Regions from separate parts of the Mus musculus genome. Here all the other regions are linked to region 4. The links are chromatin contacts, called in public promoter capture Hi-C and targeted proximity ligation maps. All regions are on one chromosome and are shown on one strand. The core of a region is the stretch at or near the end of the contact, and the rest is flanking DNA. Distances in the headings are between cores, read along the strand shown.

Region 1 (5,346 bases), core at 1,031-3,530, 810 kb before region 4:
GTTTTTTTTTTGCAGCAAGTCTCACAGTAGCAAACCTTGTTTATCTGTTATGAGCTTGCCTCCTCCTGTGCCCCGTGCCCTGCTGTTAGCAGCCCCCTACCCGAATAAGATCCCAACAGAGAAGAAATGACCCCGCCCCCCCTCCCCCAATGACTACCTAGAAATCTGATTTCTGGCAGTTGCTGTTCTGTCTCTAATCCTCTGTGTGCATTTGGCTACATTTTTACTCTCTCTGCCTCTGGATTTTGGTTATGGTGATCTAGGAGGCTGATGTGGTAAGAAGTGGTGTGTGTGTGTGTGTGTGTGTGTGTGTGTGTGTGTGTGTGCAGGCTAAGGAGCCCCAGCTCTACACCTTCTTCTCAGTGTGATTTGGGCGGACCCCTCACCTACTCCAACCCTGTTTTCTCATCTGCACACCTGGCTGTTGAGGATTCAGAGAGATCACATGTGGGAATTTGTTAGCACAGGGTCTGGCCCTGGGAATAAACACTTTTGCTGCTACCCTGTGGCTCCCACTGGTCCCCTGTTCCACAAGGGATGGCAGGAGACTCGGAAGAGGCTGTTAAGTCGGGGTGGGGGTGGGGGAGATGAGGAATGGGAGAGGTGTAAGTCTCAGGCCTAGGAGCAGATAGAGGGCCACCCTCCATCCCTAATCTGCTGAGGGAAGGGGTGGGACACAAGTTGCTGGGCAGCACAAAGTACTTTTTGACCCAAAGATCTTGGCATATTCTCCATGGTAGAACTGCCAGCCTGGCTACCTCAGCTCTGGTGTCAATAGAAGAGAAGGAAATGGGAAGGGGAAAGGGAACTGGAGAGAAAAGGTGGAGGGTATAGAGTGGGAGTCTGGGTAATGTCACCTACTCAGTCCTACCATACCTCGAGAGGCCCAAAAGGAGAGGAGACTGGCCCCCAGACCCATCCAGAGCAGCCTGGTCCCATGGTGCATGAAATTTACAGGTGCATTCTGCCACTTAGACCTGTGCCAGCCAGGGGCACACACCCACCCATCCACACCTCCAACACAGGCTCATCATAGACCCACCTACCACAAAGGAACACCATCGCTCATTAAGAAACAACAGAACCTCACTTATTTTCAGAGAACAAACATCAGGGCTGTAGCAAGGTACACCCACACACTCAAGACCACATCAGCACAGGGCATATGCACATACATGTTACACTCTGGCACCTAGACATGTAAGACCCTCACCTGACCACAGTGCATGCCTACCCCACCCTATAGCAACCTGACACCCACAGTCCATACTTAGCAACACACTAGAGAGGCACAGCATGAAATCATACACACCCACACTCTTGGGTGAAGACCCAAGGCAAGGGACCCACCAGAGGCTCACCTGACTACAGGGTATATATGTTTCTACTGAAGACACAGGGAACACATCACCAGAATTCTTTCACACACACACACACACACACACACACACACACCACAAAATGCATTTATATCCGCTCACACATGCAGACCACACACCACCCTGTTTTCCACACCTATCATCTTACACTTGGCACATCCTCCTAGCTAGAGCTGGGGAGGGGGTCTGGGGATCTCAGCCACTGGAGTGGGCCCTCAGTCCTCACCTGGGGGTGGGGGAGAGAAAGGTATCAGCAGGCTCCGCTCCTTTCTCTTCCGTTTTTCCCTCCCCCACCTCCAGTCCCTGCCACCGCTACTGCATTGCAGGCACCGCCCGACACCTCGTGAGCAACTGGGCTGGACTGGGGGCCTGACCCCATGGCCCAAGCAGTCACGGACAGCATCCCCGGCTGCGCTATGGAACAGGGACGTGTGGGGGCCACAGGGGCTGACGTCACAGGACAGGAGAAGATGGTTGAGGGGGCGTCGAGGGTCAGGGTCTCCCCTACATTCCTGCCATCTATTCCTGCCTTGACCTACGTGGATCCCGAAGCCTCGACCCCTACCAGAACGCTGTCTCCCCAATGACGTCATTGCTGGAGGGGCTCCGGGACTTTCCTCCTCAATCCCTCTCCGGGGATCGCCCCTCTACTTGTCCCCTTCACCTCTCTACAGCCCTGGCTTCTTTCCCACTACTCGCCCCCGGTACCTCCTCTCGCAGCGGCTCGCCGTCCGGAACGAGCGCGGGCACCTCCCCGCAGTCTCCACCTTCGCCCTCCGGCATGGTGTCCTGGCTGCTTCGGCTGCCAGGCCCTGGCTCGGGGCATGATAAGCAGGGGTGCGGGGGGGCTGCGGTGCGGCCCCGAGGGGCGTCCGCTCGGCTCGGCGGCCGCTGAAGAGTGCGCGGAGCCCAGCCCGAGCGCGGCGGCGTTGGCGGCCGCGGTGCCCGGCGCCCCGCCCTCCGCTGACCCCGCCCCCGCAGCACCGGTGGCGCCGCTGGCCGCGCCTGGCACCGCGGGCACACCCCATCTCCACCCCCTCGCCTGTGGGAAGCCCAGTCTGGACCGCCGGACGCCTGGTTTCTCTAGCCGCGCTCGCGCTTGCGACCTTGGGCGAGTCCTTGCTCTGCGGCACCCGAGTCTCCCCAACTGAGTAATGAAGACGGCCATGGTGGGTGGACGTCCGCAGGTTCCTCTCTAGGGAATAGGCCCAGCACTAAGCCCACCCAGACTTCACCCCATAAGCTTTGCTTGTTGACAGTTAATACCCAGAAGGGAAAGACAGTCTCATCTGCTGGATTACAGGCTGGTGGGCTGGAGCCAGGGCACCAGGAACTCTAGGCTGCGCGACTTTTGACCAGCATGTTCAAGCCATAAACTCAGCCTTTCTATCTGAGAAATGGGAATGATAATATGTTGGATTAAAGTCACTAGCATGTTTAGGCCAGGCGGGGGCGGGGTGTGTGTGTGATAGGTTTGCCCTGCATGGGACACCCTTTTCTCAGGTGTGTATAGCTCACGGGGCTGGTTTCTCACATTTCAGAGGCCTCAAATTCAGAGATTCACCTACCTCTGCCTCCTGAGCTGGGACTAAAAGTATATTTCACTGTCCTCCATCTTTGCTTATTTTGTGTTTACTTTTAAAATTACTATTTTATTTTATATGTGTTTTGCCTGTATGTTTGTCTGTACACCACATACAAGCAGTGCCCACAGAGGGCAGAGGAGGGTGTTCGATCCCCTGGAACTGGAATGATAGATGGTTGTGAGCTGCTGAGTGAATAATGGGAATCTAAGCAGGTCCTTTGGAAGAGCGACCATCTCTCCAACCGCACCCATTTGTTTACTTATTGGGCCTAAATGTTTTCTGGCTATTGTCTATATGTAGTTAGTGTGCCTGGGCACTAGGAAGACATAGATAGGTGTTAGGAATGACATAGTTCCTGTCCTCATGGAAAATATTCAGGGAAAATCTGATTAAAGAGGGGTTTAGAACCCAGACTCTAGCCATCACTCTGGGCCATGGTCAAGCCTCCGTTCCCTTTGTCCCTCTGTAAGGGCTAAAGTGATCCCCCCTTTTATTTTTATTTTTTAAAGGTGTATTTATTTTATGTATGAGTGCTCTATCTGCACGTACACCTGCATGCCAGAAGAGGGCATCAGATCCCATTACAGATGGTTGTGAGCCACCATGTGGTTTCTGGGAATTGAAGTCAGGACCTCTGGGTTTTTTTGATTGTTTGTTTGTTTGGTTGGTTGTTTTTTTTTTTTTTTTTTTCTGAGACAGGGTTTCTCTGTATAGCCCTGGTTGTCCTGGAACTATTTTGTAGACCTCGAACTCGTGATTTTGTAGGCTGGCCTTGAACTCGTGATCCTCCTGCCTCTGCCTCCTTCACCAAATCCTACCGGCGTACGCATCCACAACTGGCAAGATTTATTTATTTATTTTATATATACAATACACAATAGCTGTATAGATAGTTGTGAGCCATTGTGTGGTTGCTGGGACCTTCGGAGAGCAGTCAGCCAATGCTCTTAACCACTGAGCCATCTCTCCAGTCCCGATCTCCCCCCCCCCCCAAAATTAATTACATGTTAAATGTATTTGTTCTGTGTATCTCTCTCTGGGCGGGATGGTGCAAAGAGGTGCACTTTAACATAGCTCGAGTGTACAAATCGGAGGAAGATTTTTCGGAGTTGGCTCTCTTCTTCCACCGTCTGGGAATTGAATTTAGGTTCTCAGGCTTGGCAGTCTGCTGAGCCATCTCACAAGCAAGCTAACATGACTCTTAAAGGATTTGGACAAATGGATAAAAAGGGAAAGGCATATCTCCCGCATCCCAGGCGGAGGAGCAAAAGCAGCTGTTGGACAGCATGGGCTGAGTTTGGGGATCAGAAAAGTCTGACCTTATGCAACTAAACGCTGAGTAGTTAGTCAGCTGTAAGTATCCGAGGGTGTGTCATGCTATCTAGAGAATAGTACCTGACAGTCTGTGAGAGAGGGACCCTTGGAGGGATTGTCTCCAGCGACGATGGGAGTGGTTACAGCCTGGGTGGGAAGAAAAGAGCCTAGGAGACTAGGAGTGAAGCTTACGGGCCTCACTTGGAGATCACAGGACTGGTGATGACTCAGGAGACCTTCAGGAGACAGGTCACTACACCTCTGCCTCCCAAATCTCCCGGACCACTGGAGAAAGCGATGGAACAAGGCCCAGTACAGATTCCTGTCCCATGTATACCACCAGGACTTCGTATCTTCTGGGTGGTCTCAGTTTCTGTCTCCTGCCCCATGCGTGAGCGCGTGTGTGCGTGTGAGTGCGTGTGTGCATAACGTATTGAGCGCGATTCCAAACCCTCCCAGCAGAGGCCCTCGGGGATGAGCCCAGCGGCGGACTCTACAGGGCATTTTCAGCACCAGCCGACGGACAGCACCAGTTCTGAAAGGAGTGGGAGGGCGGAGGAGGAGTCAGCGTTCCAGGGCTCAGGGCCGCGCTGTCACTCTCCCGGTGCGGGCAACAACAACAATTTCTAGCAGGCCGGAGCTCCAAAACAGGATGGAGTGAATTGGAGGAAAGAGCACAGAGTAGGGGCAGGGATCAGTCAGAGCTTGACCGACCGCCGCATTCCTCTTGGACTGCATTGCGGCGGAGCCAGCTTTGTGCCCTGACTAGTTGGGTCGGTCAGGACTTTAATCTTCCTATTGGCGTAGTCGTGGCAAGGAGCGTCAAGCGCCTCTTGGCGCAGACGCGGAACTAAGTTACAACTCCTTCTCACCTATTGGCTGGTAGCGCCGCAAATTAGCCAGCCTACTAGTCAATCCGAGAACATCTTGAGTAGCTCCGCCCCCTATCTGTCGGAAGTTGAATATGACAAAACCCGATTGGAAGAGAGCTCACCAGTAGCCAATTGAAAGTGTAAAGGGGGAGAACCAGCTCTTCCGACGAGCCAATGGTAGACAGCGAAGTGTGA
Region 2 (5,578 bases), core at 1,869-4,368, 900 kb before region 4:
GTGTGTAAGGTGGAGTACACACCAAATCCTTGCTCAGGTCTGCTTGGAGGGAAGGCTCAGGCCTAGCAGGGAATGGCAGGTAACTGAAGTCCAGCTCTTTGGAGGGTTGGGGAAGCTCTTCTGGTGTTGAGATCACACCTAGTTCAGGAGCCCTGGGGAAGCTGGCACTTCTAGGAGTCCCCAGGGATGGTGTAAAGAGTGGATTAGAGCATTGCTCCTGGGAGAAGACATTCTCAGAGAATGAGGGTAGCACAGCTGGGGTTCCTAGGACATAGGCTGCCTGGGTGTCTTCAGAGTTTAGCTGCTGGCGGAGGCTCCAGGCTTCCGTGTCACTGGAAAGGGAAGAGGTGGCAGCTTGTAAGGGTCTGCTGTCCATTACCAGAGTAGTTTTCTTCGTTGCATTTCTTCTATGCTGACCTCAGCTCCCCTCCCCTCTCCGCCATCTTGTATCTTACAGCTTACCTGATAGGGTAGTTATTGGCAGTAAAAGGGCCTTCTGGACCTTCTGAGTATAGCATGCAGTAAATCCATGTCCAGCCTCCATGCTTGGCTTGAAGTCTCACCACCATTTCAGCCTGAATATCTCCACTTTCAGCCACTGGGGAGAAAAAAGGAATACCGGATTAGAAGGTCCATCAATCAACACCACCTACACACCCACCTTTCTTACCTCTACACTGAATTGAGGGAGCCATGACATATTCTCTTCTAACTACCCTAACCTGTACCTCTAGGCTCCCCACTTGACCTTATCACACAGTGTTTTCTAACTCTGTCCTATTCTTGCCTTGACTTCTCATCCTCAAGCTCACTCTGTAGCCTCCGAAACTCCTTAACATCAGTTTGGACCACAGCCAGTCCCTGGCCTGTCTCCCATGCTTTCTCCCAGCTTCCTGTGTTATGCACGGCCTCTCAGGACACTCACACAGGCGGTAGTGTTGAGAAGAAGCTTGGGCCAGGTCCTCGGGGTGTAGCAGTCCATACCATGATTTACAGAGCAGTTCGCTGCGCTCAAAGCCCAGGTAGATTAGGACACTGGGAAGGTGGAAATGATGAGGTCAGCTTTCTGTTTACCTTACTCAAAATGCATGCACTTCACTCCCTCCCATGCTCTCTGCCCACTTAAGCCCCATCCTCCCTGCCCTGAATCTAAGATCACGAATCTAAAGTTCCCTTCTTTCTGGCCTCCCTTCTTACTGGAGTTTGAACACTTTGGGCTTACCTTTCAGAAACGTCCAGTAGGGCTAGGTCCTTAGCATGCCGGCTCTGGAACATGGCCAGGAAGAGAGAAGCAGGACCAGGGCCAGGGCCAGGGCCGGGGCCAGGGCGGGGTCTTGGCTCCAGTGGGGCGCAGAAAGCGGTGAACACAGGGTTTCCTGCCCAGTAGGCCCCAGGTGGGTGAGCATGGAATCGACCTCGAATAAGCACCAGTTTGTTTCCTGAACTCTGGCGCCGGAGGGACTTGGAGGTGTTGAATCGACAACGGAAAAGGCGATCTAGGTGAGCAAAAGGAAAAACTGACTAAGAGGGTGGGCATTGGAGGAGAGTAGATAGTTAGGGCAGGGCAGCAGAGGAGTAAACTGAAGAACCGAGAGGAGGTTCTTACCAGCATCCAGAGCAGAGGGCATGGTGAGCTGCTGGCGCACAGTGAGATGGTCAGCAGGGTCAATGATATCGTAGATACTGTCGCCCTGGGCAACCAGGTCCACCTAGAAAGGAGAAGTGATCATTAGTGAAGGCAGCAAGAGCCTATCTGCAACCAATGATTTTTCTTAGGGAAGACTCCCCCACACTCGCCTCTAATAACTCTGTTTTCAGTAGTGAGAGGCTCATTTTATCTCACATATACCCCAACTTGAGATGCAAGGACTTTTAGTACTCACCATAGAGTGGCCCAGATGCTCGCTCACACTCTCCGACAGGTATAGCAACTTCCCCTCAGCTGTGAATACAAGGAGAAATCCAGGTAGTGCTGCCACAATGTCTTCAAGCTCTTGAGCAGAGAGAAGCCCGGTGGGGCCAGCCAAAGGAGTGCCTGTAGGGTGAGAAGATGTGGTGAGTCAGGATAAGAATCAGGGACAACACAGAAATAAAGAGAACATCTTTTGAGTCTTGGAGAAGACACAGGAAATTCCCATAGACCTATTTCTGCCAACACCTGTTGACCCTATGCTTGTGGATCTTGGCCAGGAGACCTGTTGCTAAAACTATCTAGCCAGGGAGCCCCTGGACTTCCAAGCCTGGCCGGAACCTCAGCAGCCCTCTGCTGTCAGCACTGTGGACAGAGCTCTCCCGAAAGGACTGGGATTCAGCACCGCGGACAGCTCCTGCGAAAAGGGGCTATGGCCATTTCAGCACCGCGGGCAGCGCCAGAAAGGGTGATGGCTTCAGGACGTCGAACAGCTCCAGAGCGCATAGAAAGACCCTCTCAGCATTTTCTAGCACAAGCTACTCTTCCTCATACTTTGCCTTTGCAGGCTTTCCCTGTAGCTTGCCAGGCTTCCTTCCGTACCCTCCCCGGATTCCTGGAGTGCCTCTGAGGCAATGGGAGCCTGGACCATTCTGTTTTAGCGCTCTATCTCACACAAATCCAGTGCTAGGACTATCGTTTAGGCTAGTCTAGATGGAGCTCAGAAGAAAAAGTAGGAAGTCCAGGGTCCCCTCAAGTCCCTTCTCTCCACAGGCTTCCAGCACGCTGTGCTAGACAAGCGGCAGTTTTAGCACATTCCCTCAGCTCCTCCATCCCTGGTCCCCGTCAGCTCTGGTCTCCGGTAGCCCAAGCTGCTCACCTCCAGCAAAGAAGACACCCTTGCGAGTGTAGATGCAGGCAAGACTCATGATGTGCAGGTAGGACAGCCGGACCTTGTCCGCTTCAGCCAACGGCAGCAGCTCCTTGAGGTTCCGAATCTCGGCGTTGATCTGGTCGCGGCGCGCCTTGGAGGCGCCCTTGGTGGATCGGTACATGACTGCCGGCTGTGGAGCTCCAGCTCCGGCTCCCGAGCACCTGCGATCCTTTCCCGATGCACCGGAGGCTTCCTCTTCCTTGCTTCCCGGTCTTTTCGCTCAGGCTCTTGCTCGCTCTCGCTCCACTCCTGGGCTCCGCTCGGCAGCGCTGCCCCCCTCGCCTGCCTCGATCCGCCTTATATAGCTCCTGACAGGCGTGGGGGGCTCGTTTTTAGAGACGGGGGGGGCAGCGGGAGGCGGGAGGCTGGGCTAAAGCAAGCTGCAGAGGGAGCCACTGGCTGGGGAGGGGGGGTGCTCCTCCTCCCTCCCAGACTTCCGACGTCATCCCGTGACGTCGAACGGGAGAGGGAGGGGGCGGGGGAAGGGGGAGAAGGGAGGGTGCAGAGGGGGCCGGCTGGCAAGAGCTGTGCAGAGCCAGGAATGGGGTGCAGGGACCCAGGTTTTCCATTACATTCTATTAGGAGGAGGAACAGTACATGGATTAGGGTGGTCTGAAGCCCTTAACAAGAGAGTTTGTAGAAGGCAAAGCGAGGCTGCTATCAACATAGATTTTTCTAAGGAGGCAAAGGATGAGAAGGGGCTTGGTCCTCTGCCAATTTGCCGCCATCTGCCAGGCAGGGGTCGAAATTACATGAGGGACTTTCCTTGGCTTTTGGGGAGGGGCTAGGTCACAACTGGGGGTCTTTTCTGGGGTCTATTCAATCTGAAAGTCCCTTAGCCAGTTTCAAATAAATAATTCCTTCTTCGCCTCCATGCCCTGACCTGAGGGTCTAAATCTCCAGGATAGGGTGGAATGGTGGTCCTGTGGAGAAGAGACCACTTGAATTCGGTCTTGATCATATTTCCTTAGCACCATAGGAACACAAACATCTCCACTGTGATCTGCAGGGATTCCTTTTTCCTCTATTAGTTCATCTTAGCCACCTGTCGGGGAAACTGAGGCAAAGACCCAGGGCCTGGTGAGGATCTGGATGTGTGTTTGAACCTCTCCCACGATCCCCTCCCGCTTGTCAGCCCCCAAGACGAGCTGTTCCCCCGCCCTCTTGCGAGCCCCAGTCTCTCCGGCGGGCTGGGGGGCGGGGGCGGGGCCGGGGGAATCCCAGCTCCATATTAGGACAGGAATCCTCCGGCGGCTGCGGCGGCGGCAGCGGCGGGCGGGGCCTACCGGCCTCCGCACAGCTCTAGAAAGCTCTCCCCACTGCTTCAGCCGGGAAGAGGGGGAGGCTGCCAAGTAGCCAGGGTCTGCTGTGCCCTCAGTGGCTGCTGCACCTACCCAAGACCCTTTAATTCTGCCAGAGTCCCCTCCCCATCTCCCTTCAATTCTTGCTCCATCTTTAGCTCCAGGGCTCCTCGTTCTGCCTGTGCACTTGTCACTGAGTGAGCGCACAACATACACCTTTCTTTTTTTTTTTTTCCTTCGTTCATTGAGCGTTGGACAGTCTATCTCGGCTTTGTGGGCGCCCCCCACCCCCACCCCTCTAATTTGCACCTTTGGTTTAACTACCTGTCATGTCAGGCTTGTCTTTGTAGTGTGGCCTTTGCATCACCCCACCCCTCCAGACACACACCCCCACACACACCTTTCTTCAGTCACTTACATGCGATTGCTGTCTACACAGGGTATGGGAGCCCTTTTTTTATCCCACAACCATTTCACAAAGGACTAGAGAAACTTTTTGCCCAAAATTTCATTTAGAGTAGGAACATATAAAAGCACTTTTAGAGCCTGAAAAACAAGACCATTTAAAAAGTTGAGGGAAGCCGGGCGTGGTGGCACACGCCTTTAATCCCAGCACTTGGGAGGCAGAGGCAAGCAGATTTCTGAGTTCGAGGCCAGCCTGGTCTACAAAGTGAGTTCCAGGACAGCCAAGGCTACACAGAGAAACCCTGTCTCAAAAAACAAAAACACACAAACAAACAGAACAAAAAACAAAAAAAAATTGGGAGAGAGGGACAGAACTGGCTGCAGAAAGTTAGAGATGAACTTTGACACCAAGGAGAAAAGTTTGTGGTCAAGAAACCCCTGTTCTTCATGGAAAGGGGTGATAGCAAGAGAGGCAACGTGGAGTGAAAAGCAGGGGGTATGGGAAGAGGGTACTTTGGTGACCAGGGCCATGGCTTAGTAGGAGTTCACACTTCTATCATGCTCAAGACTTGAGTGCACTCCCTAGTAATGCCGGGGAGGGGCGGGGAGAGGTTCATGGTTGTAGAGCCCCTATCCTAATATTTTGTACAATTTTAGTTCAGATAGAAAGCATCTACATATACAACCATGTAGCCAGCCAGTGGTATAGCTGAGATGGAGAAAATGGTGTGTGTCTGTAAGACACTGTTTCCAACCTTATGGGTGACAGAAATGGTTTCTTCAGGATGTATTTCTCTCTGGCATGTTTCATCCTTATTAACTCTGATATCCCCACTCAACACCACCACTCCCTGTTCCATTCTCTTCCCTTGGTTTTTGGATTCTCTTTCCATATGCAAATCCAAGATGGAGTTTCTAGATTAGTTTCCCAAAGCTGAGGATGAAACCAGGGCTCTGTGTATGCTAGACAACCATTCTATCTCTGGGGTTCATCTCTGCCCTGTCTTCCTCACAGACAGGTGCTTTAAG
Region 3 (5,325 bases), core at 1,877-4,376, 620 kb before region 4:
ATTAACCAAACGACTTCCTATTTAGAAGGGCCAATAGCATGTCCTTTTCTGCCCACAGAAAAGGTGTTTTCCTTCTAAAGACACAGCAGCATGCTCCAAGAAGCACAAGTGTTTCCCAAGGTGCTGGGAGGCACAAGGATAAGGGCTAAAAGCAAAGTCATAGAAGGGCAGAAGACAGGCCAGGACTGGTCAGTAAACAAGACATAGCCATACACATCTACATATAGAATGCCTACCCTGTTTCTGGAGCTAGTAACTTATTATTGCAGACTTTTTAGTAACCAAGAGTTCTTACGGTCAAATCAAAACTCAGTGGTGATTCTATTTGTTTCCCTTTATGACAGCTTCTGCCCATCAATGCACGCTTTTTCAATCTAACAAGCTAGACAAGGCCACGATCCAAAGTAGAACATGTTTTATTAACAGCAGACCCATGCAGGGTGGAGCACAGGACTTTTATGCAAGGAAGAGGTGAATACCATACTTCAACAATGGACAGGCCCACATAAAAATAAAAAGAGGCCTGCTCAGGACCAAAAGGCATGCCATTCCACAGTGAGCTCTAATTTGAGTTTGGTGTCATGCTAGGGCTCTGGCCAAAGTAAATTACTGTGGTTCCTGATTTCCTCAAAGGAGGACAAAGAGGACACTATAAATCAGTGCAGGGACTACTGTGCACAAAGGGATGAAACGTGGAGGGCAGAAATGGCAAACAGTCTAGTACCATCTCTTGAAGCTTCAAATCCACACTCTCCAAGTATCAACTCCACTCCTTTATATATGCTTCGTATATACTTATGTGTGTATGTACATATAAATATAAATATATTCAAACACACACACACATATACTTTATATATACTTCAAACATACTCTAAAGAAACTTCTGCCCAAGAGCACAAATCCTGAGCAAATACATACATATATACATACATACTTACACATACACACACACACACAAAACTGCCCATGTTAACAGGGAACAACCTAAATATTTATCAGAGTCATATATTAGTTCATATAACCAAATACTATACATTAGAGAAAGTACTAAAAACTAGAGCTACTAGACAACATTGATGATTTGCATAAGCCTGAGTTAAAAGTGACAGGCTACATACAATATAAGAACATTTCTGCAAGCTCCAAAAAAACGTTGAAGCCAAGAGTAGTGGTGCACACCTTTAATACTAGCAACTGGGAAGGCAGGAGGCAGGCAGATCTCTGTGAGTTCCAGGCTAGCCAAGGCAAGTAAGATCCTGTCTCAAAAACAAACAAACAAAAATAAAAAACACACAAAACTAAAAAATATATTTACAGACTTATATGTAGTACACTGTAATGGGGGGGGGGGCATAATTCAGAAGTGTGTAGGGGAAGCCAGAATGTAATTCAGCAAGGAACCTGGAGAGTTTGACAGGTGGGGTAATGTTCTATATTTTTCAATAAATGACATAAGAAAGATGTGCTTGTGTCATCATTTTTCATGCCCTATATATTGGTACAATGTTGTGGTGTGATGTTGTTCAAAATAAAGGGAGAGAAAGAAACACCAGCAGAGTTGAGTTGAGGGTGGAACCCCACAGGGCACCCAATCTCTGGCTTACAGGCACATCCACCTGCTCTGCTGGACTCACAGGGTAAGAAAGAACAGAACCTGAGAATCAACTCGGTTTAGAAGCACAAAATGAACACCTCCAGGCATTTCTTTGTGCTTACTGGGCAAAACCAACCCTGCAGGCTGTCTTAGCATAGGGTCAATCCAACACACTGTCCCCAAAGAAGTATATACAACAACTGCTTTGCCATAGAGAAACAAGCATAATTTTTTGATGCAAGTTTTCAGATAGTTCCAATGGACAGAAAAATGGGTTGAATTTAGGAACAAGGCAGTCATTTTACAGAGCTCATAGGAACCTGGAGACTCTGTGACCAGTATCTAGTGGAGGAGGAAATGAAAACTTGCATTTAAGAACACATTCAACTGATGTCCAAACTAAGAGCACAGAGTACCCAGAGAATGTGTGTAGCATGAAGAACATATGAATGTATGTACTGAACCCCCAAGTGTTAACCAGCTTTACCTGCAACAGGTGACAAATGAATTTGGCACATGCTAAGTACGTTGGGAAAGAACTATATCAAAGCCATCTTTACCACATCTGTGTAACATTAACATATGTACAGCCCACGGGCGCCAGTGAGGCAGGAAGAAGAGTGACTTACTGACCGTAAGGAAGGCCAGATTCGGTCAGACCCAGCCAAGGAAGGCCACTGGGCTGGGTCCCCGAGGCCACCATTGCTCCAGGAGGACAGGAGGGTGGTTCGAGCCAAGGCGGAAGGTGGGACTGCTGGAGAGGGCAGGCCCACACAACAGTCTTGGAAGGCCCAGGAGAAGACAGCCCCCACCCCCCAAAGCCAAGATGAGCTAGGAGTGGAGGACGTACCCTCCACTCGCCCCGGAGAGATGGGGAGGCGGGGCCTGTCACAGAGCCAGCCTGGCGGTCCCCTAGGCCAACACCTTTTCCCAGCCGCCCGTTGCTCACCTGGGCACGCAGCTGGATGAGCTCCGGTCCACCTCCCAGGTAGCATACAAATTCATCTGCACTGGGGCGGGGGTGCGGCCTGGTCCTGGACCGCCCGGAGGCGCAGAGCCCGAGGCCACCGCGACGGCCATGGAGGTGGAGGTGGAGGAGGACGAGGAGGAGGCGGCCGCAGCCGAGGTGGACGAGGAGGACGAGGTGGCCTGGGCCAGCTTGGGGGGCGTCGGCTGTTGAGGCTGCGGCGGCTGCTGCTGCGGCTGCTGCTGCGGGGACTGGGCGACCCCAGAGCCCCGCTGACTGCTGCCGCCCCCGGAGCCTCCGGGACCACCGCCCGCCCCTCCGCGTTCCGCCATGGCCTGGCCAGGGGAGGAAGGGGCGCGGGGCTTACGCAGACTGAGGGCACGCGAGCGACTCTCAGGCTTCCCCCCGCGGCGGCAGCGGCTCAGCGCGTCTCCTCAGAACGCCCGGCGGAGCGCGAGCCACCAGCGAATCTGCACGCACGCGCGGGCTTTCGCTGCGCGCGGTCCTCGCGCTCGCCCGCCGCCGCCTGTTGCGGCCCGCGAGGCCCAGACACTGGGTGGGCGTGTCCGAAAGGGGCGGGGAGCCGCGGCCCCACCCAGACCGGCGCCGAGGGGCGGGGCCAGACTCGCGCTCGGCCCCGCGGCCCCCGGGAAGGGGCTACAGCCCGCGCGCTCTCGCGGCGCGGCCCTGGAGTCCCTAGCAGGCCTCGGCGTGCAGGCTCCGCGCCCCTCCTCCCTCCGCCCTCCTCGGGCGGCTGCTACCCCGCCAGCGGAAACCCGGGTTTTCCGGGGCGCGGTCCCGGACCGGAGAAGACTGTACGAGAGCGCGCTCAGCCCCTGGGATCTGCAGTACACGTAGTTCTGGTCACGCGTTGCATGGAAATCGGATAGCCCGCTGTGGCGACCCCTTCTGTGGTTATTTCGCCCACTTCTGCAAAAGAAGCAGTAGGTAGAGATCCAGGGGCCGGCCACCACCTAAGGAGCTTAAGTTCCAGCTTGACTGTGGGCAGGAGCCAGTTGAGCTAAGGTTGTCTAGGTCCAACAGCCTTTCTTGGTACAGCGCCCCCGACACAGCCTTCTTTACAAAAGTCCCAGAGTGCCTCGGTGCTTTCTCAATTTCTAGAATTCTATTTCTCTCAAGGCCTGATCAGCTGCCATCCCCACACACCCCCACCCTACCTAGAGCTCTTGCACTCTCCTACACCCACACCTTCTCCCCAGTACTTGAGCAAATGTTATGGAATCCTGTGCTCCAACCTAGTCTAGTTTTTCAAAAAACTTCTCAGAACTCAGTGACGAAGACAAAACAAGCCCTTCAAACCCACCCACCCACCAACACACACACACACTAGTAAATCCAAGTAGTTAGCCAGTACTCTGGAACAATTGAGATTTTATTTAGAGACAGATGTTCTCCAATAGGTAAGAAATCGGCCTTTCTGCCACAAGGTCAATGAGGAAGGCCTGACCTGGCCTACTTCCCTAGCCTACAGTTACTTCCCAGCCTAGCCACGGTGCTAAGCTGGCTATTTTTATTCCCCACGGACAAAGCAGTAAGGTCAGACCAGACCCAAAGGTACCTTCAGCAGAGCCTTCACACACAGGAGGGGTAGGGATAGTGAACTACCCACAAGTTCAGTTCAGAACTACAGTCCCATAGTCCTATGGGCCATCTGTGATTACAGGCAAGAAGTAGATGCTTTTGCAGAAGCTAAAAGAGAGAGAGGTTCAAGAGCGCCTGTATTCATCCTTCCTTGGGAAACAGCTTTATTTACAAAACAAGTCTAAAATAAGAACAGGAAGTGACGAGCCTAGGGAGTCCAGATCTAGCTTTAGGGAGCCACAGAGAAAGCCCAGACATACAAAGAGCCTAAAGGCAGGCCAGCTATGCGAGCAGGACCTAAAATTTGAACTCCTTGTATTTCTTGCTGCCCCCACGGCTGTCCTGGGGCTGAGCTTTCCGTTTCTTTTGCTGTAGGAGAGAGAGAGAGAGAAGTTACAATAGGTTAGACAACCCCAGACAGGAGGCAGCCTGACCCAGACATAAAATTAAGGTAAAAAGCACTGAAACCACACTCTCCTCTCCCCCTGAGAGCTAAATGACTTCCTTCCTCTTCCTGAACTTAAGAGACTGCCACCAATGGAGCATCTCGGAGACCTTCAGGCACCGAGTCCACCCGCCTCTCCCTCCACCAGAAAGGACAGCCCTCCTCCTAGGCCCACAGGTTGCTCCCACCTTCTGCTTAGCAGCATGCTCAGCCACCATGTCGCTGAAGTCTTCCTTCTCTACTTGTGCCTGCTGCTCCCGAACGTGCTCCTCGTACTTCTGCGTCATGGCCATGGGGTCCAACTCCAATTCCTCAGGCGCCAGCGCTACTTCCACACCTTGCAATTCAGGGGCTGGGCCCTTCCGGCTCATAACCTGAAAAATTCAGAACCTTATTATCTCCAGACTCTCAGAAACGCGGGCTCCATCTCAGTTACAAAACAATGTTCTCCAATGCTTACCGTGGACATGTCATAAATGTGGGTGGATCCCATCATGGCTCCCCCAACAGTGGCTGTTCTCTTCTCTGGCAATACAGTGAATAACTGAGGTGTCTCACTTCTGCAAAGGACAAGAAAATAAAACCCAATAAGGGGCAAAAGGGTCTCCTGAGTCAAAAGAAACATAAGTGACACTTGAATTCTAAGAGAATCCCAAGATAACTACGGCTGAAGGTTCTGCCACTGAAGGAGGCCCATAAGAAACGCTGGGTGAG
Region 4 (5,511 bases), core at 1,075-3,574:
CATCGGCTTTGGTGGGCAGGGGCTCAAAGCCATCTTCTTCCCTCCCACTGTCTTCAGTACCCGTCTCCTCTTTGCACACTCTAGGCCCTGGGTCCTCATCCTCCAGGTCCACAAAGTGAGAAAACTCCTCTTGGCTCAGCCCACTAGGGACTGGTGACATCTCAGTGTCTTTGTCCAGGGACAGTGGTGTTTTGCCCGGAGCGAGCCCTTCTTGAACAAAGCTGCTCAAAATGAGCTGGCGAGGTACCTTGGCCCAAGCTGCGGCCACCATGTGCAGAGCATCCAAAACTGTGATGCTAGCCCTGGCCTCCGCCAGGGAGGTGCCCTCTTTCCCACTCTGCATGGCAGCCAGTTTGCTCAGTAGACGGTGACGGTAATGGGCCTTAAAGGCCAAAATCACAGAGCCAGGCAGGGAAGGAGTGGTGCTGGAGGCAGAGAGAGGCAGGAGTCGAACGTGATGGAGTCCAGGAAGGCTGGCCCATTCCTCTACCACTCCAGAAGCCAGTAGCAAGGCTACCTGTCGGCCCTGCTGTCCCATGTCCTGGTCAAACTGTGCCAGCCACTCTGACCAGGGAATGGCTAGGTCAGGGTGATAAGAGGTAGGCAGTGCCTCACTGCTCACCCCAAAGAAGCATCTTGGGGCCGCCTGGAGCCCACCCACAAATACCCTTCGCTTTTCTGTGCCTCTGCTGTTGGCACATAACAGTACTTGCAACCGATCACATTCAAACACTCTGCCAGGCACCGCGCGATACAACAAGGGTACTTCAGCACAGCCAAAAACATCTTCTGGTGAGAAGTCTTTAAGAGAAAGAGGTGGCTGGGCCTGAGATGGGAGAACTGCAGGAGGAGCTTCAGGAGGGAACAGAGGGACAAGGACCTGGCGAGTCCCAAAGCCCACATTGTTTCGACGTTTCCAGCGGACCAGCCAGCCAATGCTAGGCACGAAATCCTGGCCCATGATATCGGCCAGTTCCTTGGCCTTGTGGAGCAACATGGGCCCCGTTACATCCCAGGCCTTGGCTCGGGCAATGTGGTACCAGCACAGTAGAGCCTCATCGATCCCACTGTATTTGGATTCACGCTTCCGCTTCCGCTCGTGGTTGGCTGTGCCACTGCACCAGTCTGCCAACAGCTTCTCCTTATTCTTGCAGATCCGTGAGATCTGGGGCTGTGAGACCTGGAAGCGCCGGGCCACCTCTGACTGGGACATCTTAGACTCATCCAAGAGTTCCAGCACCTGGATCTTCTCAGCCAGGGACAGGGCGTGAAGCTTCTTCTTGGTGTTCAGCTCCATGACTCCCTGGGAAGCTGCTGGGGGAAGAAAAGTAGGAGAGCGTGCCAATGGCTGAGAGCAAGAAGAACAGAAGAGGTCGGGACCCCTGAAGCCAGAGCAATTCTCTGGAATGCAGAAAGCTGGAGGAGACCAGGCCAGCTGAAAGAGACATGAGATGGCCAGGCTGTGGGAGGAGAGGGCTAGACCCAGAAGAGAGCTGGCAGAGTCGAGTGTTTCTGGTCCGAAGTGGAGAGAATTCTGGGCTGGGGTTTGGTATTGATGGGGTGGAAGGATGAATAGAGGCTAAAGCACAGCTGTAAAGACAACCAGGAGACAGCTGCAGGGACAACAAAGGAGCAAAAACAAGGAGAGGCCTGGGGCTGAGGCTGAGCGGGGCAGGTGTAGGGGACATTCAGGGTGCCAGGGAGGAGTCCCCTGAGAGGAGATGAGGAGGAGGAGGACCTAGGTTGAATTTTGATGGCTGAAGGCAGGTGGTAGACTGAACGGACAGAGTCGAGATGAACAGGTGAGATGGTACAGATGACAAAGCCAGATGGATGGTGTCTGAAGGCGCTAGTACAATTCGGCGCTGGCAAGGCGGGGTGGTAAAGCTACCCAACGGTTCAACCAGGAGAGTGAAGATGCCAAGACGACAAAGGGAGACAGGGTGAGGAGGATGAGGGCAAAAGGGAAGAAGTGTCCTCTGCCCAGTGATAGCCTGGAGTGATATCAGAGAGAAGGGAGCACCGGCCAGGAAGCAGGCGGCTCGAGCGCTGGGCTCTGCGCCCTGGTTCGCTGAGTTGACCCCTCGTCAGTCGGCTGGACGGACACAGGCGTCGACCCCAGCCCGCCCGCCCACCCGGCTACAGGGCCTCCCGCTCCGCACCCACCTCCAGGCGCCGTCCCGCGCCTCCAGTCCCTGCCCCAGCCAGGTTCCTGGGCCTCAGCAGAACCAGAGAGTGACGGGCGCCGCGACCCGAGGACAGAGCGCGCCGAGAGGCTGCTCTGGAGCGGGCGCGCGCAGAGCGCGCACAGCCCTCACCCGGGTCTCTCAAGGCTGGGAAAACCTCGTCGCGGCCCCTCCGCAGCCCCGCCCTAACAAACTGATTAGCCATCAGCGGCAACTTGTCCCGCCTCCAGTTACATCTGATTGGATGCTGTGGAAGTGGCGGTTTGTCAGCCCTCCGGAGGAGGAGCTTCCTGAGTGGAGGGGTCTGGCGGGAAGAACCGGCCTTAGTGCCTATCACTTGTCGACCAGCCGGCGTGCCTTGACAGCCACCCAGGTGATTTCGACCCCATCCCTACGTGGTACCTAACTGGGATACCGGCCCTCCAGGATTTGTTTTGGAAACAAGATGAAAGGAGAAAATGAATGAATGTAAGCTTTTAGTCACAAAAGAGTTACCATGGACAGCGCTGGCCTCTGGTCTTGCCAACGGCCTACAAAATACACCGGTGGCAAGAAAGGACATTTTTTTTTTTAACCAGTTTTGGTGGGTCACGGCAAGATCTAAATTCCTGTTAGTCACTTCCCTCCTTTGTAACTAGGTGTAGATAACTTAGCCCTCCCTGCCCCTAAACAGCCAGGACCCCACTTTTTCATAGGTTTTGAGCCTATCCATTTACCACTGGATGCTGTCAGTCTCTCCAAGTGTCGTCTCCTGCGAACCAAATATTTTCTCTTAAATCTATTTTAGTGGTCTCATCTGCACATTTCTTTTTTGGCCCTCAAGACTACTCAGTTGCTAAGGATTAGTGCCTGACTCCCTGTACTCCTGGCCTACATAGCAGAACAGGCAGTGCATAGTCCAGACAACTCTGTGCAGTAGCAGGCCAGGGCTCAGCTTTCTCTGGCAACAGTGACCTCAGGGTGCTCTAGGAAAATCTGAGCACACTTCAGTCGATATATAAGTATTTAGCTAGAGAGGTTTGGGAGGGGTTCCCTTCCTTGTTGAGGCAGGGCTTTGCTGTGTAGCATACTCCCAGTTGGATGTTAAGCTTCCTGCAGATTCTGTCTCTGACTTCCATGTCCCTCTAAGAGTGCTGGAATAAGGGCTGGTGAGATGGCTCAGCGGGTAAGAGCACCCGACTGCTCTTCTGAAGGTCCTGAGTACAAGTCCCAGCAACCACATGGTGGCTCACAACCATCCTTAAGGAGATCTGACTGGTGTGTCTGAAGATAGCTGCAGTGTACTTACATATAATAAATAAATTTAAAAAAAAGAGTGCTGGAATAACACACATCATCCAGCTCCTTATCTGGGATGCAGGGACAAAATTCAGGTGGTCAGGTTCACAGTCAAAGTGCTTGTCTTGGACAGGGGTACGATGCCAATAAATAAATGAATGGGGAAAAAAGAGAGAAGAGAAGAGAAGAGAAGAGAAGAGAAGAGAAGAGAAGAGAAGAGAAGGGAAAAGTGCTTTAACTAGCTGAGCCATCTCCCAGTTGTTTAGAATCTCAAAGTGGGGCTGGTGACATAGTTTAGCAGTTTAAACAGGAGACCAGAGTTCAGGAGCTGAAGAGATGGTGAAGAGCACTGTCTGCTCTTCTAAAGGTCTTGGATTGTATTCCCAGCCCCTCAAAACCACCTTTAACTCCAGCTCCAGGCTATCTTGGATACTTGGTACACAGACTTATATGCAGGCAAAATATTTCTTCAAAACAAAACAAAACCCACAAAGACCAATGTTCAGTGACTCAAAACTGCTTGTAATTTCAGCTCTAGGGGATCTGATACCCTCTCATCCTGCCTCTGCACTAACATGCATATACTCAAATACTTTTTCTTAAAACAGGGTTTTCTGAGGCTGGAGCTATGGCTCAGCAGTTAAGAACACTGACTGCTCTTCCAGAGGTTCTGAGTTCAATTCCCAGCAACCACATGGTGGCCTACAAACATCTGAAATGGAACCCAATGCCCTCTTCTGGTATGTCTGAAGACAGCTACTGTTTACTCATATAAATAAAATTTTAAAAATAACCGGGCGTGGTGGCCCACACCTTTAATCCCAGCACTTGGGAGGCAGAGGCAGGAGGATTTCTGAGTTTGAGGCCAGCTTGGTCTACAGAGTGAGTTCCAGGAGAGCCAGGGCTACAACAGAGAAACCCTGTCTCGAAACAAACAAACAAACAAACAAACAAACAGATCTAAAAAAAAAAAAGTCTCCATATTTAGCCTGGCTGTCCTGGAACTTGCTCTGTACACCAGCCTAGCCTTGACTCCTGAGTGCTAGGTCTAAAGGCCTGTGCCTCCATGGCCAAGCTCATGTTTTTAAGATGTTAATATTTGGGCTGGAGAGATGGCTTAGAGGTAAAGAGCACTGGGTGCTCTTCCAGAGGTCCTAGCAACCATACTGGTTCACAACCATCCATAGATGTAATCTAATGCCATCTTCTGGCATGCAGGTGTACATGCAGACAGAGCACTCATACATAAAATAAATAAATCTTTAAAAGAAAAAAGTTAAAATGTTAATACATACCAAGTGAGCTATACAAGATCCACTATATAACATCCAAGTACTAATCTGGCTGGATATAAACTCACTCACGGTCTGCACATGACACCCTGCACTGTGGACAATTCTGGCTTTGCAACTCTGCTTTGGCTTAGCAATCCGACAGGCAATGAAAAGGTTCATCAGATGACAGGATCTGAGGTTACTCTCCTCTCGGCTTCTTTTGTTCTACGATGACACTGGTAGGTTTGTAGATGGATGAAGATGAGTGGGCAGGTGGGTGTTTGCAGGAGCACAGTTGACCTCCCCAGCTCCTGGAGCTGGAGCTACAGGTGGTTGTGAGCCACCGGATTTGAGTGCTGGGAACCAAACTTGGCCCTCTGCAAGAACAACGAGCATCCTCTCCTCTGCTGCGCTCTCTCTCCAGGCTTAACTCATAACTCCTTGGAGTTTAAAGCACAAACAAGCTTCTGGGTTCACTTTAACCAGGAGACACTGCAGTGCCATAGATCTGCCGCACCTCCGCCTACATATTCACACCGAGTAAAGTCTTTCCAACCAGCCAAAAGCACAGATACAGAGAAAATGCTAAAGTTGATTTTAACCCAATTTTTGTATTAATTAGCTTCATCCTTTATACCACTAAATTGTTATAAATCTGAATTTACATAACAAAACTAACAAAATAATTTTACATGGTGGAGTTTAACAAAAACTTTGATTTTGGGAGAAAAAGTTGTTTCAATTTAAAACAACCAACCACCACCAACAAAAAA

The links. Promoter capture Hi-C pulls out the DNA fragments that hold promoters and counts their contacts.
Region 1: a targeted proximity ligation map of memory CD8 T cells shows a contact between it and region 4, with 16 read pairs. A contact is called at or near these places in 4 of 39 promoter capture datasets (hippocampal neurons, liver and pre-B cells), 1 of 130 datasets of targeted methods (memory CD8 T cells) and 1 of 9 other capture datasets (liver).
Region 2: a contact with region 4 is called in a promoter capture Hi-C map of liver, with 2.3 times the contacts expected there. A contact is called at or near these places in 2 of 39 promoter capture datasets (both in liver) and 2 of 9 other capture datasets (adipose tissue and liver).
Region 3: a contact with region 4 is called in a targeted proximity ligation map of memory CD8 T cells, with 11 read pairs. A contact is called at or near these places in 2 of 39 promoter capture datasets (neutrophils and pre-B cells), 1 of 130 datasets of targeted methods (memory CD8 T cells) and 1 of 9 other capture datasets (liver).

What each region holds. Positions count from the first base shown.
Region 1 is chr19:5,083,211-5,088,556 of GRCm38.p6, forward strand. Tmem151a (transmembrane protein 151A) reads right to left here and starts at 2,281. Exons shown (of 2, transcript NM_001001885.2): 1 at 2,088-2,281. The coding sequence starts at 2,162. Yif1a (Yip1 interacting factor homolog A (S. cerevisiae)) reads left to right here and starts at 5,328. Exons shown (of 8, transcript NM_026553.4): 1 at 5,328-5,346.
Region 2 is chr19:4,986,853-4,992,430 of GRCm38.p6, forward strand. It overlaps Npas4 (neuronal PAS domain protein 4), which reads right to left and starts at 3,119. Exons shown (of 8, transcript NM_153553.5): 1 at 2,790-3,119; 2 at 1,884-2,035; 3 at 1,607-1,709; 4 at 1,223-1,496; 5 at 926-1,035; 6 at 463-598; 7 at 1-332. The coding sequence starts at 2,964.
Region 3 is chr19:5,269,993-5,275,317 of GRCm38.p6, forward strand. It overlaps Pacs1 (phosphofurin acidic cluster sorting protein 1), which reads right to left and starts at 3,127. Exons shown (of 24, transcript NM_153129.3): 1 at 2,547-3,127. The coding sequence starts at 2,896. Sf3b2 (splicing factor 3b, subunit 2) reads right to left here. Exons shown (of 21, transcript NM_030109.2): 19 at 5,072-5,171; 20 at 4,800-4,985; 21 at 3,929-4,535. The coding sequence ends at 4,464.
Region 4 is chr19:5,891,804-5,897,314 of GRCm38.p6, forward strand. It overlaps Tigd3 (tigger transposable element derived 3), which reads right to left and starts at 2,325. Exons shown (of 2, transcript NM_001362045.1): 1 at 2,167-2,325; 2 at 1-1,314. The coding sequence starts at 1,297. Dpf2 (D4, zinc and double PHD fingers family 2) reads right to left here. Exons shown (of 11, transcript NM_011262.5): 11 at 4,713-5,511.